Regions from separate parts of the Mus musculus genome. Here all the other regions are linked to region 5. The links are chromatin contacts, called in public HiChIP or PLAC-seq and promoter capture Hi-C maps. All regions are on one chromosome and are shown on one strand. Each heading gives the region's core, a stretch centred on a gene start, on an enhancer-like site or on the middle of the called end of the contact. The rest is flanking DNA. Distances are from core to core; before and after follow the strand shown.

Region 1 (2,700 bases), core at 10-2,509, 950 kb before region 5:
TCTTGGACTGCTTTGATAAAAAACACTTTTGGAGAGAATAGGGTGGCACACGCCTTTAATCCCAGCACTTGGGAGGTAGAGGCAGGAGGATTTCTGAGAGTTCGAGGCCAGCCTGGCCTACAAAGTGAGTTCCAGGACAGCCAGGGCTACACGGAGAAACCCTGTCTCGAGAAACCAAAAACCAAACCAAACCAAACCAAACCAAAACAAAAAAACCCAAAGAAAATAGGAGAAGATAAAAATCGAAAATATTTCAAATTCTGGGTCTTCATGGTCAAATGGTACATTTTTGAAAGACTGCATGTGAACACGTTAAACTTTGAGGGGGGGGGAAATGAAAAGAAAGGAAAGAAAGAAAACAAAGGGAAAGGAAGAAAAAAGAAGGGGGTGGGGAGCGGACAGAGGAAAGGCAAAAGCGGACTTGTTTTTTTTTTTTTTTTTTTTTTCTTTTTTCTTCTGTGCAAAAGTACTTTTGCAAAAAGTTAGCCAATACCAGACCTCTCCGGGGAGCCTCTTCCCGCCTGGCTCAGGTCGGTTCCTGGAGACACGGTCGCTTCACTGCGGGAAATTGGGCTGCCTTGTAGCAGCGCCCTATTAAGGATTAAAGAACATTTCTTTCAACTGAAATAAGACTTCTAAATTTCCAAAAGCTCTGGACCTAAAAACAACTGACAGACCGCGGCAAGGAACAAAACAGCAACTTTACCAGGAGTGGGGTTCGAACCCACGCAGACATATGTCCATTGGATCTTAAGTCCAACGCCTTAACCACTCGGCCATCCTGGTGCAGGCGTGCTCTCTTCTCTTTGCTGTTCCTACAAAGCTCACAATACCGTCCTCATTTTCCCCAGTTACTCGAGGATGCTTCTGCGCAGGCTGCGCGGCGCTTTCCCGACCCGGCTACAGAGACTCGGAGACTGCCGCCGGGGTTTCGCGCCGCCGCCGCCGCCGCCGCTCACTGTCGCCCCGAGATCTCGGCGGCAGCGAAGGAACTGCAGGAGCAGAGAGCGGGACAGAGCTCTGGGCCGGCGGGCGCCGGCTCTCCTTGCTCACTGTAGGTGCGCGGGCGCGACAAACAAACTCCACAGCTAACTTCTGGGCTCCGGAGCGGAGGTGGGAGGGGTCCCTCGGGCGGTGTAGGCACGGGTCCGCAGGGCAACCATCAGTGTGTTTCTTCTAAATCGAATAGGTTCCCGGGGCCCGGCACCTGTGCGCGCGCGGCTTTCCTTCCTCGCCAGTGTTACCACATGCCGGAAGGAGGTTCCGGAGAAAGAGGAGGTTCCGGAGAAAGCTGTGTGGTCAGGGCAGTGTGGCCCAATCCCCCACCCCCTCCCTGGTTGTGTAGACACTGTCCCCTTTGCTCTGCTTCAAATGCAGGGTCAAGACCTCCTGGATTCCTGCCACCCCTACAGCTCCCCTAGAGGGCAAACTCTTGTTTTAACTTGTCTCCTGTTTTAGCTCCCCTTTTGTTGTTGGGACAAAACACCCACAACAAAAAGCAATTTAGGGTACAGCGGTTTATTTGCATTACTTCGGCTGTTCCTCAAAACCTTGGCTCTACCCCAGGGTTCAGGCTAGGTGTTTCTGCAGCTGCAGGCAGGGAGCTGGTGGCTGAGCCTTGCTCTGGCTGTCCCACCTTGTCCCTCTCCCCTAACCCACCCCCATGTTTGGTTTATACAGGTCTGGTGGCTTCAGTCTTTGACTGTAAACCTAGGATGCACTGTTTCACAAAGTGCCCCACTGTTTCAGACCTCCCAGTGGCTCCCTCAAACATTTTCTCAGTTTCACTGTAATGATCCAACTGCTCTACCATCTCTCACAGCTCTGTGACCCCCAGGGAACACCCAGCTTTTGGTTCTCTTGAGTCCTGGTTAAGTCTGACCGGACTCCTTACGAAGGAACTCTACTCTAGCATCCAGACAGCTCCTGTCTATCTCCCAATGGCGGGAACTCCACTGACCTTTGCCTGACCATGTTCCTCAATAGTACCTTTAGGGCATCCAGGGTAAGCACTCAGAGAAGTACACCAGAGAGCCTAGGTCCTCAGGCCTTGTTCTCTGTGCGGACACTGTGCTAGAGTCTGGAGGCAGCCTGTGGAATGTAACATGGGGTCAGTAACATGGGGTGATTACCTCACCAGGTGATCAGAGAGAGGCCTGAAGCTGCACGCAATGGGTGTTAAATGCAAATGAGAACATGAGAACATGTGCACTCTATAACCCAAGCATTGCTCTAAGCTCCCTACACACAGTTTTGTCTAGCTTGATTTTTTTTTTTTTTTTTTTTTGAGATAGGGTCTCACTATGTAGCTCTGGCTGTCCTGGAACTCTCTATATAGACCAGGCTGTCCTTAAACTCACAGAGACCTGTCTGTCTCTGCCTCCTAAATGTCAGGGTTAAAGGCTTAGAGTGAGTACCACTCTTCAGGGGCTCGGTTAATTTTCTTAATAACTGTAATGTAGGCGTTCCTATCCTCATTTTGAATGAGGCCATAGAGATCTCTTGCAGACTTGCTCAACTAAAGGAAGCCCCCTGCCTGCACTGCTGCTGTTGCCCGGGGCTGCAGAACTTCTCCACCAACCCAGCTTTGCACCGGAGGGTTCTTCTCAGAAATATTCTTTCTGGTGCTCTAGACGATTGCATTTCCGTTTTCTGGCCTCAGTTCAGGGATGGGTCTGGAACACAAGTTAGTTTTTAATC
Region 2 (2,700 bases), core at 146-2,645, 680 kb before region 5:
CGAGGGGGCAAATGGAAGACTACTGTAATATGGGGGAATCCCAAGAGAAAGCAGAGACTGAGCATACCGCCATAGCCTAAATAATACTGTGCAGATGGAGGCTGTGAACTAGTGAACTTGACTAATATTCTATAAGATCTCTTTATTTAATAATCTCAAAGATGCTTTAGCCTGTCAATCAAAATAAATACACAACATCAAACATCAGCACAGAAACTGGAAACTGAGTCACAGCTCTTTTTTTTATTTTTTTAAGAGGACCAACTTCTGAGAATGCCCGGCATGCTTAAGTTCCCTGGGTTCCATGTTCAGGACTACAAAACTACCATTCACCTAAAAACGTAGTGGCTCCAGAACAGGACCTACCTTTTGTGTAGGCAAGAGAACCCTCTGGGGTGCAGTTTCATCTGCGGCTAAAGGATCTCGCTGGCTCCGGTGGACCAGGTGAAAAGACACAGCTTTCTTCTTCTCTATAAAGGGCTTTTTCTTTCTGTGAGGCTACAAAATAATCAGGAAAGGTCAATAAAACAGAACCCCCACACAGTGGGCAACGCCACAGCCACAGGTACACTCAGTTAAGCATGTGGAGGGTGAACAGATATTTCAGATTTGTACACCTAAGCCAGACAGGACAGGAGTCCCTGTCTCCTGAAGGATCCATACTTACCTTCGCCAACAAACCCTGGCTAGGCACCTACTCTGAGACACTTGTTCAAAGGTGCTGGGGAATATGTGGGGCAGTGTGAGAAACTCTCCGCTCTTAGCAAGTAAATCAGTAAGAGGGAAAATCAAACAGGATTTTCAAATCAAAAGCAAATGCCTGAAGTCTCTCTTAATGGGTGCTCTGGGAAGGTCCCCGAAAAGTTTTATCAACAAGACAAGGAGCCTGCCACAAGAAAATATAGACAGACACTTCATCTACAAGGTAGTAAATAAGATTAGGGCACAGACAACTAAGGTTCAGATGATTTACTCCTCGATACATTCGTATTTGCTCTTCAGCTCTGGGTCTAACCAGAGTTGCTACCCAGTGGCCCAAGTGAACCCCGGAAGCAGGGGGCGGAGCTTCTGCGTCACAGGGACGGAGTTACCCAAAGCCTTCAGGACTGGAAACTCCGGGCGTTTGGCGAAAGGGAAACCTTCTTTCTCCTTCCGAAGTGCCCCGGGGGTGACGAAGGTGACTGGTGCCGGGAGAGTGACAGGACTCGGGGCACCAAGCCACGCGGCCAGTGGCCTAAGTCAGCCGCAGGGAGCGGCTCCCTCCCGGAGCACCGCGGTTTTCTCACCATGATGAGGCAGGGACACCCTCTCCGGAACCGCGGCAGCCGAACCGCCGCTCCCCGGTACCTGCCGGCAGCTCCACACGTGGGTCCACAGGGCTAGGGCAGCACGTCACACGATGGCGGGGCAAGGAGCCAATCGCCGGCGAGCCGCTAGGCTGTAGCCGGAAGTTGCGTGAGCCCGCGGTGACAGAACCTTCCCGGGGACTTCCGGGAGGTGGGGCTAGCAGGACCTTCAGTGGGCGGGGCTTTCTGGCTGGAGTTGGTGGCGGCAGGGAGTAGCCTACTTACCTGAGGGCAAGTTTCAGGTTCCAACCTGGGGCTTCAGATATTCCTTACCTGTGCTTAACTCAGAACAAACAAAACAAAAACAATCAAAAACAAACGAAAACAAGACCAAGGCTGTGCAGGTTCATGACAGGAAAGTGGTCACTTCCCTGGCTTCTTCTTCTTCTTTTTTTTTTTTTTTAATATGTTTGTTTGTTTGTTTGGTTGTTTGGTTGTTTGGTTGGTTGGTTGGTTGGTTTTTCGAGACAGGGTTTCTCTGTGTAGCCCTAGGCTGTCCTGGAACTCACTCTGTAGACCAGGCTGGCCTCAAACTCAGAAATCCGCCTGCCTCTGCCTCCCGAGATTAAAGGCGTGCTCCACCACTCCCTGGCCTTCCCTGGCTTCTTGACCTAAGGGGAATCAGTTGCCTAGCAATGTCCAACCAAGGCCTAGCTTCAATAGGCAGAGTCTAACATCTTTAGGGTTTTCGTATTACATCTTTTTGATGAACAACTCCCAACCGTACCTTTAGCACAGTCCATAAGTGTTGGTATTCTGTCTGGACTCCACCCCCACAGATACCTGGCAATTGCCAGGTATTCGCTGCCCCACGGTTACCTGGCAACAGCCAGGTAGACCTGGCCCTATAAAAGGGGCTGCTTGTCTCCCCCTCTCCCATCCTCTCTCATTTGCCTTTCTTTTGCCTCTTGCCCTCTTGCTCCCCATTCCCTCCCCCCCTTGCTCCATGTGTCATGGCCCGCCTCTACTTCACTACTCTCTCCTTCTCTCTGCCTTTCTCTGCCTCGTCTACTTTCTTAACTCCCCTCTCCATGCCCTGAATAAACTCTATACCCCCTTCTCCCAGACCCCGCCAGAACTTATCGTAATAGCTCTTTCTCTTTTTATGATCACAACACTAAGATTATTGGTTTTAGGGGCATTTGATGTAATAAAATAAATTCCGAAGCTCTGATGATTGCATATTTTTTTAAGATGAAAACTAATAAAAACCCAAGGTGGTTTTTTGTTTTTGTTTTTTGAGACAGTGTCTCATGTAGCCCAGCCTTCTGTCCAACTTGAACTACGTATCCTCCTACTTGCATCACGCTAGTGTTGGGCGTATTCGATGTGTGTGATGCTGAAGACTGAAGCC
Region 3 (2,700 bases), core at 29-2,528, 840 kb after region 5:
GCCCCTCCTCTCAGTAGTCCTAGGACCACAGGAGCTGGGTTTTAGTTTTTTTTTCCCAGTACTTAGGAATGCTCGTCAATAGGTAAAAAGGCTCAATAATTAGGATATGTTTGAAGATCATCAAAAGAACAAGAATGGTGGGAACAATACTGGTATGATTTTTATAAAAATGAAGTATAGCCACCGAGTGGCTTGCAGAAGAGGTGGGAATTCAGATCATAAATCAAGTGGAGAATGGCAATTATTGGTGGTGGTAGGGGGACATCCATGCACATTTGAGAAATGAGGTACATACATGTCCACAAGGGAAGGCTTGACTTGGTCCAGATTTTTGCTAACAATGTCCACAACAGAGGACACATCATTTCTGTATTCTGAAAGTTCTTTAGAAACTCAGAGTACAGTCATTTCTTGCAACAAAGATAGGAGTATAATATTCAAATCATAGTTTACATAAAACTACTAGTCCTATCCACTTCACCAACTCTGCATGTCTGAACGGAGTTCAAACTGTGTCCTCTTCAGTAGTATATACATCTCAAACTAGGAATATTGGCATTAAACTTCTTAACTTTCAGGATAGCTAAAGGATGACTCCAAATTCTTACTGGTGGTAATGAGGAGTACGGAAAACAAGTCAAGAACAGTCAAATTCAAATTTTCAGTAGTAGCCACTGTCCACTGAACCGTCTGAGTTTCGGAAGGGACCTGAAAGCTCTCGTGATTAATGCACAGCTTTCGTTATGTTTTCTGTTAGTCTCCCTTCCCACCCATCTCTGGGAAACCTATGACTATCGAGGTTCTCATTCCCAGAAGAAAGAACAGCCGGGAGGCGTGTCCGAGGCTCTAAGCTGGAGAGACGGGGGTCCGGGTGTGGAGGGAGTCTAGTACTTGGGGTCCTCCTGGCCGAGCCAGAGGTCAAGGCTCAGGTCTGAAGCCAGGGGGCGGGGCGGGCCTCAAGAGCGGAGGGAGGCGCGGGGCGCAACCGGGCGGGAGAACGGGGACTCGGAGGGACTCACAGTAGTAGGCCACCACGGGGTCCCGCTTGTCATGCTCCTGCGCCGTTCTCAAATGGTGCTGTATGCTCTTAAACTGCGCGGGCAGCGGCGGCAGAGGGGCCAGCGCGGCCATCTCCACTCCCGGAAGCGCTACTTCCTACTCGCCGGTCACAGATACTTCCGCTTCCGCCTCCGAGCGGGCAATTCTCACCCACGCATCCGTTGCTGAGACGCTTGTCCGCGACGGGTGCCCGAAGGAGACAAACTTACTGCCTGGTTTAAGGCAGTTATTATTTGGAGAATGAGAGTCTCCTGTGTCGCACACGGCTCCAGCGCTCTCTGCTGGTAAGCGGAGATAGAGGTTTTAAATTTAACTTTTGTTTTTGTTTGTTTGTTTGCATGGAATGAATGAAAGAGAAGAAAGGGGAAAATAACGTAAAGGACTTTAACTGCGAGAAAGGAAAACTTCCCCTCCCCTCTCTTTATCTCATGCGTGTGTGTTTTGTTGGGAATATTCTGGCAAGCGTATATACTACTAAGCTACCTTCTCAGCTTTCAAATTTTCCTTCCCTTCCCTCCCTCCCTCCCTCCCTCCCTCCCTCCCTCCCTCCCTCCCTCCCTCCCTCCCTCCCTCCCTCACTCTCTCCCTTGTCTTTATTTTTATGAGACTGGGTCTCACTAAATTGCCAAACTAAGCTTTGGACTTGAAATCCTTTACCCAGGGCTTCCCAGTTAGTAGAGATTACAGACATATGCATATAGATGGGCCACAGTGGGTTTTTTTTTTTTTTTGGTGGGGGGGGGGGAGGGTGGGGTGGAGTGGGGGGTGGAGGTGTCATTAGTTTTAACAGAGAAAATGATCACAAAATAAAAATTTATACATTCACACACACAGAAGTACACGTTATAGCCTTTCTAGAAACTGTAAAGAGATACTGAAAACATGTACTTAAAGGAGATTGGAACTGGAAACAACCATTGCTTTTAGTTTAGAAGTTTTAAATTCTTATATGAGAAACACTATGTTTAAATACTAGATTAAAATTTGCATGTCCAAATACTGGACTGAATAGACAGTCCTTTTCAAACTTGAAAGGTAAACACATGCGAACTAATAAGAATTGAATACTTTCTCTGATATGGCTAGTGCTTGTTTTAGTGAACTATGCGAGTTGATTAGTGGAGGAAGATGATGAACATTAGGAAAGTATTAGTCTGTCTTACTACTTGACAAGATAGAGTCCAGGAGAGTCTGCACTTCTGACTTTATAGCACACCCCACCTTTTCTTTATAGCAGTGATATTTATTTATTTATTTATTTATTTATTTATCTATTGCCACCTCTCCATTGCATAGTATCATCCTTAAGGACTTACATTTCATTTGAACTTTCCTGTATTTTTTTTCTTTTTGTTTGGGTTTTATTTGTTTGTTTGTTTTTTGTTTTGTTTTTTTGAGATAGGGTTTCTCTGTATAGCCCTGGCTGTTTTGGAACTCACTTTGTAGACCAGGCTGGCCTCAAACTCAGAAATCTACCTGCCTCTGCCTCTCAAGTGCTGGGATTAAAGGCGTGCCCCACCACCGCCCGGCTGAACTTTCCTGTTTTTTCAACGCCAATATTGGTATATAGTGTTTGCCTTATGTGGTTTACCACCAGAGTAACACTAGTATCACTGAATGAAAATGGTAGTGTTGCTTCCC
Region 4 (2,700 bases), core at 22-2,521, 760 kb before region 5:
GAGGGCCATGCTGAGATTACCAGCGTGTGCTATCACAATCGCCACTTTGGCCTTTTTAAAGCTCATTCCTGTCTAACCTTGAAAATAAGTGGAAGCCTTTCACAGAGGGCTGTTGACTACTCTCTGTGGTACCTCTGTAGTAGTTAAAGATAGACAAGAATCAGTGAATTCAGGGCTCAGGAAATCTGTGGTGAGCCCTAGGACAGTACTGAAGCTTGGAACTGGGCATGTGGGAAGGGTGTGTTCTGCATCAAGAAGTGGGTTTTCCATACCTTTAGTTCCAATATTGTTTATTTTCTCTTCGGTTTAGGAATTTTGAAAGGTAAGCCATCTCTCCTGTTTACTCAGGATGAGTGACAGACACGAACACATTTCATTACAGGGTTTGGTGAAGGTCGCCTCAAAGGAGCAGTTCTGAATTCAAGGGCAAATTTAGAAACCCTTTTAATTATGTTTGTTTAATAGAGGTAACCCCCCCTTGGGAAAACATATTTTCTTTCAGACTCTGTTGGTTCGCCCTGCCCCTGGCTAGCCCTCTTCACTCCCACAAACGTGCAAACACTCCTTCACACAGAGACCACTATTTAGGACCTGGCTACCCAGCTAGATTCCCCAAGTTAAAGGGGAAAAAAAAGGTAACTGTTTCGCCCCTGTTCCTATTTCTGTTTAGCAAACAGAATTTATACAAACTATACTCTTCTCTGAGCTGTGTGGCCTTCCCTGGGGACGGTGCCTTCGGGAACGTCTAGAAGTTAGAAATTACACTTTTCACTTGAAGTAACCAGGAACTTGTACAGTGTAGGGGCTTTGCTGGAACACAGGAGTGGATTGATAAGGGGCTGGTCGGGGGACCTTCCACCACACCTATACAACTGTTAGGTTGGGAAGAAACTTTCCAGAGAGTTTGGGTTCAGTGGAGAAAAGAAATTTCAGACGGTTAAGTGGATCACCATTCGTAAAGATACCATGGAAGGAGAAAGGGAGAGCGAGAGAGAAGAAGTTTATTTATGGAATGTCAGGGAGCCATTGAGGCCCAGCAGGATCTAGAAACCTAGGACTTTCCTCCAGGCCTCTCTTCTCCCCCTGACCTTGGATGAACTAGTGAGCAGTATATTATGCCAGCCGATTGTATCGTTTTGTCACGGTTAGCATTCTGGACTGTCACTGGAATGTAGGAAACAGATGAATTTGAATTGAACCATGAGGTGGTCTGCCCGGCCCTCTCCTGGTCTCAAGGAGACCTGTCGCAGTTTGTCTGGGCTGGGCCTTAATGAAAGCTTTAGAGGGAGAGAGAGGTGGGCCTTTGATCTCTTTGTTCCTGCTGCACCCTGGGAACTGGCTGAAATCAATGCGCTGTTTTCCTGAAGGAGTGAATGGGTCTGCCTAACTAGCTTTGTAAAGCTGTGGGGAATTCACTGCCTCTGTTTATTGACAGCTGAAAGGGAGCGCATGGGGTGGAATGGACCTTCTTGTGAAAACCAGGCACAGGAAAAATTAGACCTCAATTTAACACAGAGGAATTTGGAAATTCACCCCAAAGGAGCCGGGAGTTTCTCATGCTTACATTAGAATGACTCAAGTTTGGGGCTAGTGTGTAATGAACAATGGGGGTTTTGTCCCAACTATGCTATAAGTAGGAATATGGTATGCATAATGAATGACGGCAAGTAGCCGGCCATTCAACGTGCCCTTCTCTTTTTAAAACCCAGACAGAAAGACAAATGCGAACCATGATATAATCAGGTGATCCCCTCCTTTCTTTCCACCAAGAAGAAGCATTAATGGCATGGCTGGCTCCTTCAAAGTTTGTTTTTCATTTGTTTGTTTCAAAACATCTTTGAACTTGAGATCTAAGTTCATGGCGGGGACCCATTCTGTCTTGTGATTATTGCAGGGATACAATGATTACACATCATGGAGTTTTTTTTTTTTTTCTAGTCCCAGAACTGCTGAGAATGTCCGCAGAGTGTGTCGGAAACAAATGCGACAGACAGTGGACGGAGATAGCTCCTGGAGTAACAATAGTTTGTAAATCTTAAAATTAACTACCTTCCTTTTCAGAACATGGTAAAGTAGGAGCTCTGGTTTATGGCAAGGAAATACCCCACCCTTTCTTAGCTCTCTTCCCTCACTGGCCTGATGCTTGATTTCCCAGAAAGAATTTATGGCTCCCTCCTTTGGCCCCAGCCCTTTGTGCATACCTCAACCACAGCACTTAACACGTCCCCCAGAGCTCTTTGTTTAGGTGTATTCTTTTAGCTAGAGGTAAAGCAGCTGTGTCCTATTCATTTTTATATCTTCAAGCCCAGCAAAGTTCTTGGCTCAGTAAATGTGGCTGGATGAATGGGGATTGATGGCTCTCTGTACATCCTATGAATGTAACTACTTAACCAGGCTTCCACTGCAAATGCTACATTTTAGGAAAACCTGATTGGTCTATTGAACCTGATCAATGCTGTTGCTGTTCCTTTATGGCGTATTATCAAACACTTTTTTTTTTTTTTTTTGCCTTCATAAGTTTGCGAGCCTCCATCAGCCCCTCTAGAGGAGGCATTTAAAAGCATAGGGCAATGTCCCTTTTGGGGCCAACCTCTGATATCGTTCCTTTCTAAAAGATTCTTAGTGAGTGTCATGTGTAGATATTTTCCCTAAGAAGATGACCAGGCTTTTAATTAAGAGTTCTGTAGACTTTCCCTTGAC
Region 5 (2,700 bases), core at 66-2,565:
TACACCGACGGAACGATATTCAAATAGGTTCAAATTTGTCAAAGTGGAGGGTCAAGAAAATTTGTGCCAACCTTGTGATTGCACCAAGCTTATGCATAACCTCAGAGTCTTTGCGTTCCAGGAGTTGATTGTATGTTTTTCTCCGTGATCTTTTAATTGCTTGTGTTTCCATACACGACCCTTGTTTGATAACCTTTGAATGTATTTATGACTTAGTCTTGGTGACTTTTCAAAGCTCTACACCTACCCCAAGTCATTACAAGGCATTGTGCCCTCTGATTATCTACAGGAGTGCTTTCGGTACCCAAGGTATAAAAACTTAAAAATAATTATCGTTGTCTGCTCCTCTTTAAAATTATCACGTGTCAACAGAACAGATGATTACACAAACTGCAGGCTTTCAATGTGAACGACTAGAAGTTCAGTAGTTGCCAGGTGGAGCCTCACCGTGAACTGCTCTCTCAGTGTTTCTAGAAAGAGTTTTAAACAAATTGTTGACAGTGGGCAGAAAAACATGTGCAAGGGTTTTTTCCTATGGGGCGATTTCCCTCCTCCGGAAGGAGGTGTGTTTGTGTGTTTCTAAGCCATGCTCCATGGAACCAGACAATACTCATGTCTCCTTTGGGTGCTGCAAGTTTACCTTTGCATGTGGTTCTGGAAAACACTTCGGTGGAGAATTAATCTGAGGGCACTCATGATCGGGGCCAACAGATGCTTTTGGTGGCACAATCCTATTCCCTGGTCACTTCTTAGAAGCAGGCCTGTGCCCGTTTGGCTGTACTCCCATGTTTTCCTCCTCTACCTACCAGGTAAAGGTGAGAAGGGCATCCAGGCCTTCAGTGGAGCCCAGCGTGGCTGTTGGTGGCCAGCACGCGTTGGTGCTCCCGTGACACACACACAGGCACAAACACGCACACACGCACAAACACGCACAAACACGCACGCACGCACACGGGGGTGCAGCCCACGGCCTTACCAGATCAATGAAGGTCAGGAACTTCCAGCTGCCTCCGTAGGTCTGATGCGAGGGCATTTCGATGGCCTTGTAGTTGCACAGGATGGAGCAATAGGATAGCAGGATTGCTACCCGCAGCACCTGGCAGGGGACAAGCGCCATGTTCGCGCGGCCTGGCCCCGCCGGGCTGCTCGTGGGGAGGGCAGGCGAGCTGCTCCGCGGTGCCGGGCGCCGTGGGAACCGGGGCGCGGCGCGGCGAGGGGCGGAGCGCAGGAGGCGGGGCGCGTCCCCGGGGACAGTGGCGGCGCCGAGCGCACCGGAGACCTGCGCGGGCGGGGCGGCAGTGCAGCCTACGCGAGCTGGCGGCCTGGTGTCATCTCTGGCGTCATCTGCGTCATTCTGCAGCGGCGTTCGTCGTACCGGCCGGGCGCCCCCTAGGCGGTCCGCGAGGTCCACCCCCCCCCCCCCCCCCCGGCCTCCAAGGTGGGAGCGCCTTTCGGGCAACCACGGTTCCAGACGGGAAGGACCTGACCGAACCGGTCCGGACCCGGCATCCCCGGGCAGCTGGTGCTGGCTGCCATGGCACCAGATGGGGTCAGAACGTGTAAAGCCACACACAGTCCCCCTCCAGTGACACCCATTACTTAGGATTCAGTTGAGGGTTTAATGTTAATGAGCATTTATGACTGTGAAGCCCCTTATAAATTTCACAAGGCTTTAATAATTTATCAGTATGCACGAGCTTTGAACAAATTCTTTTTTAAACTTTTTATTACGTCTTGTGGGTATATGCATGTACCACAGGACAAACGTGGAGGCCAGAGGACAGCTCAGGTGTGAGTCCCCTCCATCGAACTCAGGTCATGAGGCTTGATGGCAAGCTACTTTAGCAATTACTGACCAGGGCAAGTTTTATAAATAGAAATCTGTGCTGATTGCCATGACTGCTACGAGACAGCATTCCATTTGAAAGTCAAACCACCCGGAGGATGTAAACCTCACCCACGCATGTGTGATTTAATACAAATCTTTCGGAGTTAAAATTCCTTTTGCACTTCGACATTTCCCAACCCACCTCCCTTATACTACCGCACCAGAGCTGAATGGGAGGAAAGTAAATATAAACTGGATTCCCTCAGCCTTCCAGTAAATGTTGTCACAGGGAAGTTGCAACAGTCTGTGGGCAGAGTAGGGTTTTTGTTTTCTTTTAAATCATGATCATGTTTCAACCAACCAGATAAAGGGTCCGGTTATGAGAAGACCACATGAGTATTTCCTGTGGATCCATTCAAAACAGGTGTCCCATTCAAATAGTCTCTGAGTCAGAGGGTGTGGTGGGAAGGTCTAGGGGAAAGCATAGTCTCAGAGGTAAAGAGAAGCAAACAAATCCGACTCGTAGTTTTTTCCACTCCACTAGGGAAGAGAGCCACTAGGTCTTTTTAATTGACATAATTATGCTGAAAGAAACTGAAATCACAAGATGATATTACTAGCATAAAGCATTCTTCACTCAGAATTTATGAGTTCATACTCATGTTTAAACAGGATCTATTTGCGTGTGTGTGTGTGTGTGTGTGTGTGTGTGTGTGTGTGTGTGTGTCCTTAATGAATGTTCATATAATTACAAGAAAAAATGAATTTACTGAAGCCCTCTCACTTGGGCCTAATGAAGTTTTATAAAGTGATGTGATATTACAAAGTTTGATACAACCCTCCTACTTTACATTTGAGAAAGTAGTTCACAA

The links. Promoter capture Hi-C pulls out the DNA fragments that hold promoters and counts their contacts. HiChIP or PLAC-seq counts read pairs in DNA pulled down with a chosen protein or histone mark. Capture Hi-C pulls out chosen DNA fragments and counts their contacts.
Region 1: a promoter capture Hi-C map of adipose tissue shows a contact between it and region 5, with 2.5 times the contacts expected there. The contact joins the promoter of B230208H11Rik here to the promoter of Aig1 in region 5. A contact is called at or near these places in 3 of 39 promoter capture datasets (liver and pre-B cells) and 1 of 9 other capture datasets (adipose tissue).
Region 2: a FOXA1 HiChIP or PLAC-seq map of pancreatic cancer cells shows a contact between it and region 5. The contact joins the promoter of Ltv1 here to the promoter of Aig1 in region 5. A contact is called at or near these places in 1 of 39 promoter capture datasets (hematopoietic stem and progenitor cells), 1 of 484 Hi-C or Micro-C datasets (CD4 T cells), 1 of 115 datasets of contacts at active chromatin or transcription factors (pancreatic cancer cells) and 1 of 9 other capture datasets (adipose tissue).
Region 3: a contact with region 5 is called in a promoter capture Hi-C map of hippocampal neurons, with 4 times the contacts expected there. The contact joins the promoter of 1700016L04Rik here to the promoter of Aig1 in region 5. A contact is called at or near these places in 1 of 39 promoter capture datasets (hippocampal neurons) and 2 of 115 datasets of contacts at active chromatin or transcription factors (astrocytes and pancreatic cancer cells).
Region 4: a promoter capture Hi-C map of stem cell-derived epiblast-like cells shows a contact between it and region 5, with 2.2 times the contacts expected there. The contact joins the enhancer-like site here to the promoter of Aig1 in region 5. A contact is called at or near these places in 2 of 39 promoter capture datasets (pre-B cells and stem cell-derived epiblast-like cells), 2 of 115 datasets of contacts at active chromatin or transcription factors (astrocytes and embryonic stem cells) and 1 of 9 other capture datasets (liver).

Annotation. Positions count from the first base shown.
Region 1 is chr10:12,921,868-12,924,567 of GRCm38.p6, forward strand. B230208H11Rik (RIKEN cDNA B230208H11 gene) reads right to left here and starts at 1,260. Exons shown (of 3, transcript NR_038028.1): 1 at 707-1,260. n-TLtaa3 (a tRNA gene) reads right to left here and starts at 786; the gene lies at 704-786.
Region 2 is chr10:13,191,742-13,194,441 of GRCm38.p6, forward strand. It overlaps Ltv1 (LTV1 ribosome biogenesis factor), which reads right to left and starts at 1,396. Exons shown (of 11, transcript NM_181470.4): 1 at 1,287-1,396; 2 at 367-498. The coding sequence starts at 1,289.
Region 3 is chr10:14,704,331-14,707,030 of GRCm38.p6, forward strand. 1700016L04Rik (RIKEN cDNA 1700016L04 gene) reads left to right here and starts at 1,279. Exons shown (of 6, transcript NR_045824.1): 1 at 1,279-1,343. It overlaps Vta1 (vesicle (multivesicular body) trafficking 1), which reads right to left and starts at 1,159. Exons shown (of 8, transcript NM_025418.3): 1 at 1,020-1,159. The coding sequence starts at 1,131.
Region 4 is chr10:13,106,885-13,109,584 of GRCm38.p6, forward strand. The region is part of intron 2 of Plagl1 (pleiomorphic adenoma gene-like 1); the gene reads left to right. Among named protein-coding and RNA genes, the nearest start is that of Hymai, 17 kb to the left of the region's middle. Within about 2 kb of position 1,272, at least 58 of the 459 cell types and tissues checked have an H3K27ac peak or open chromatin away from gene starts, as enhancers often do. A contact at or near this core is called in embryonic stem cells and stem cell-derived epiblast-like cells, where this site is marked.
Region 5 is chr10:13,867,642-13,870,341 of GRCm38.p6, forward strand. Aig1 (androgen-induced 1) reads right to left here and starts at 1,316. Exons shown (of 6, transcript NM_001347362.1): 1 at 977-1,316. The coding sequence starts at 1,117.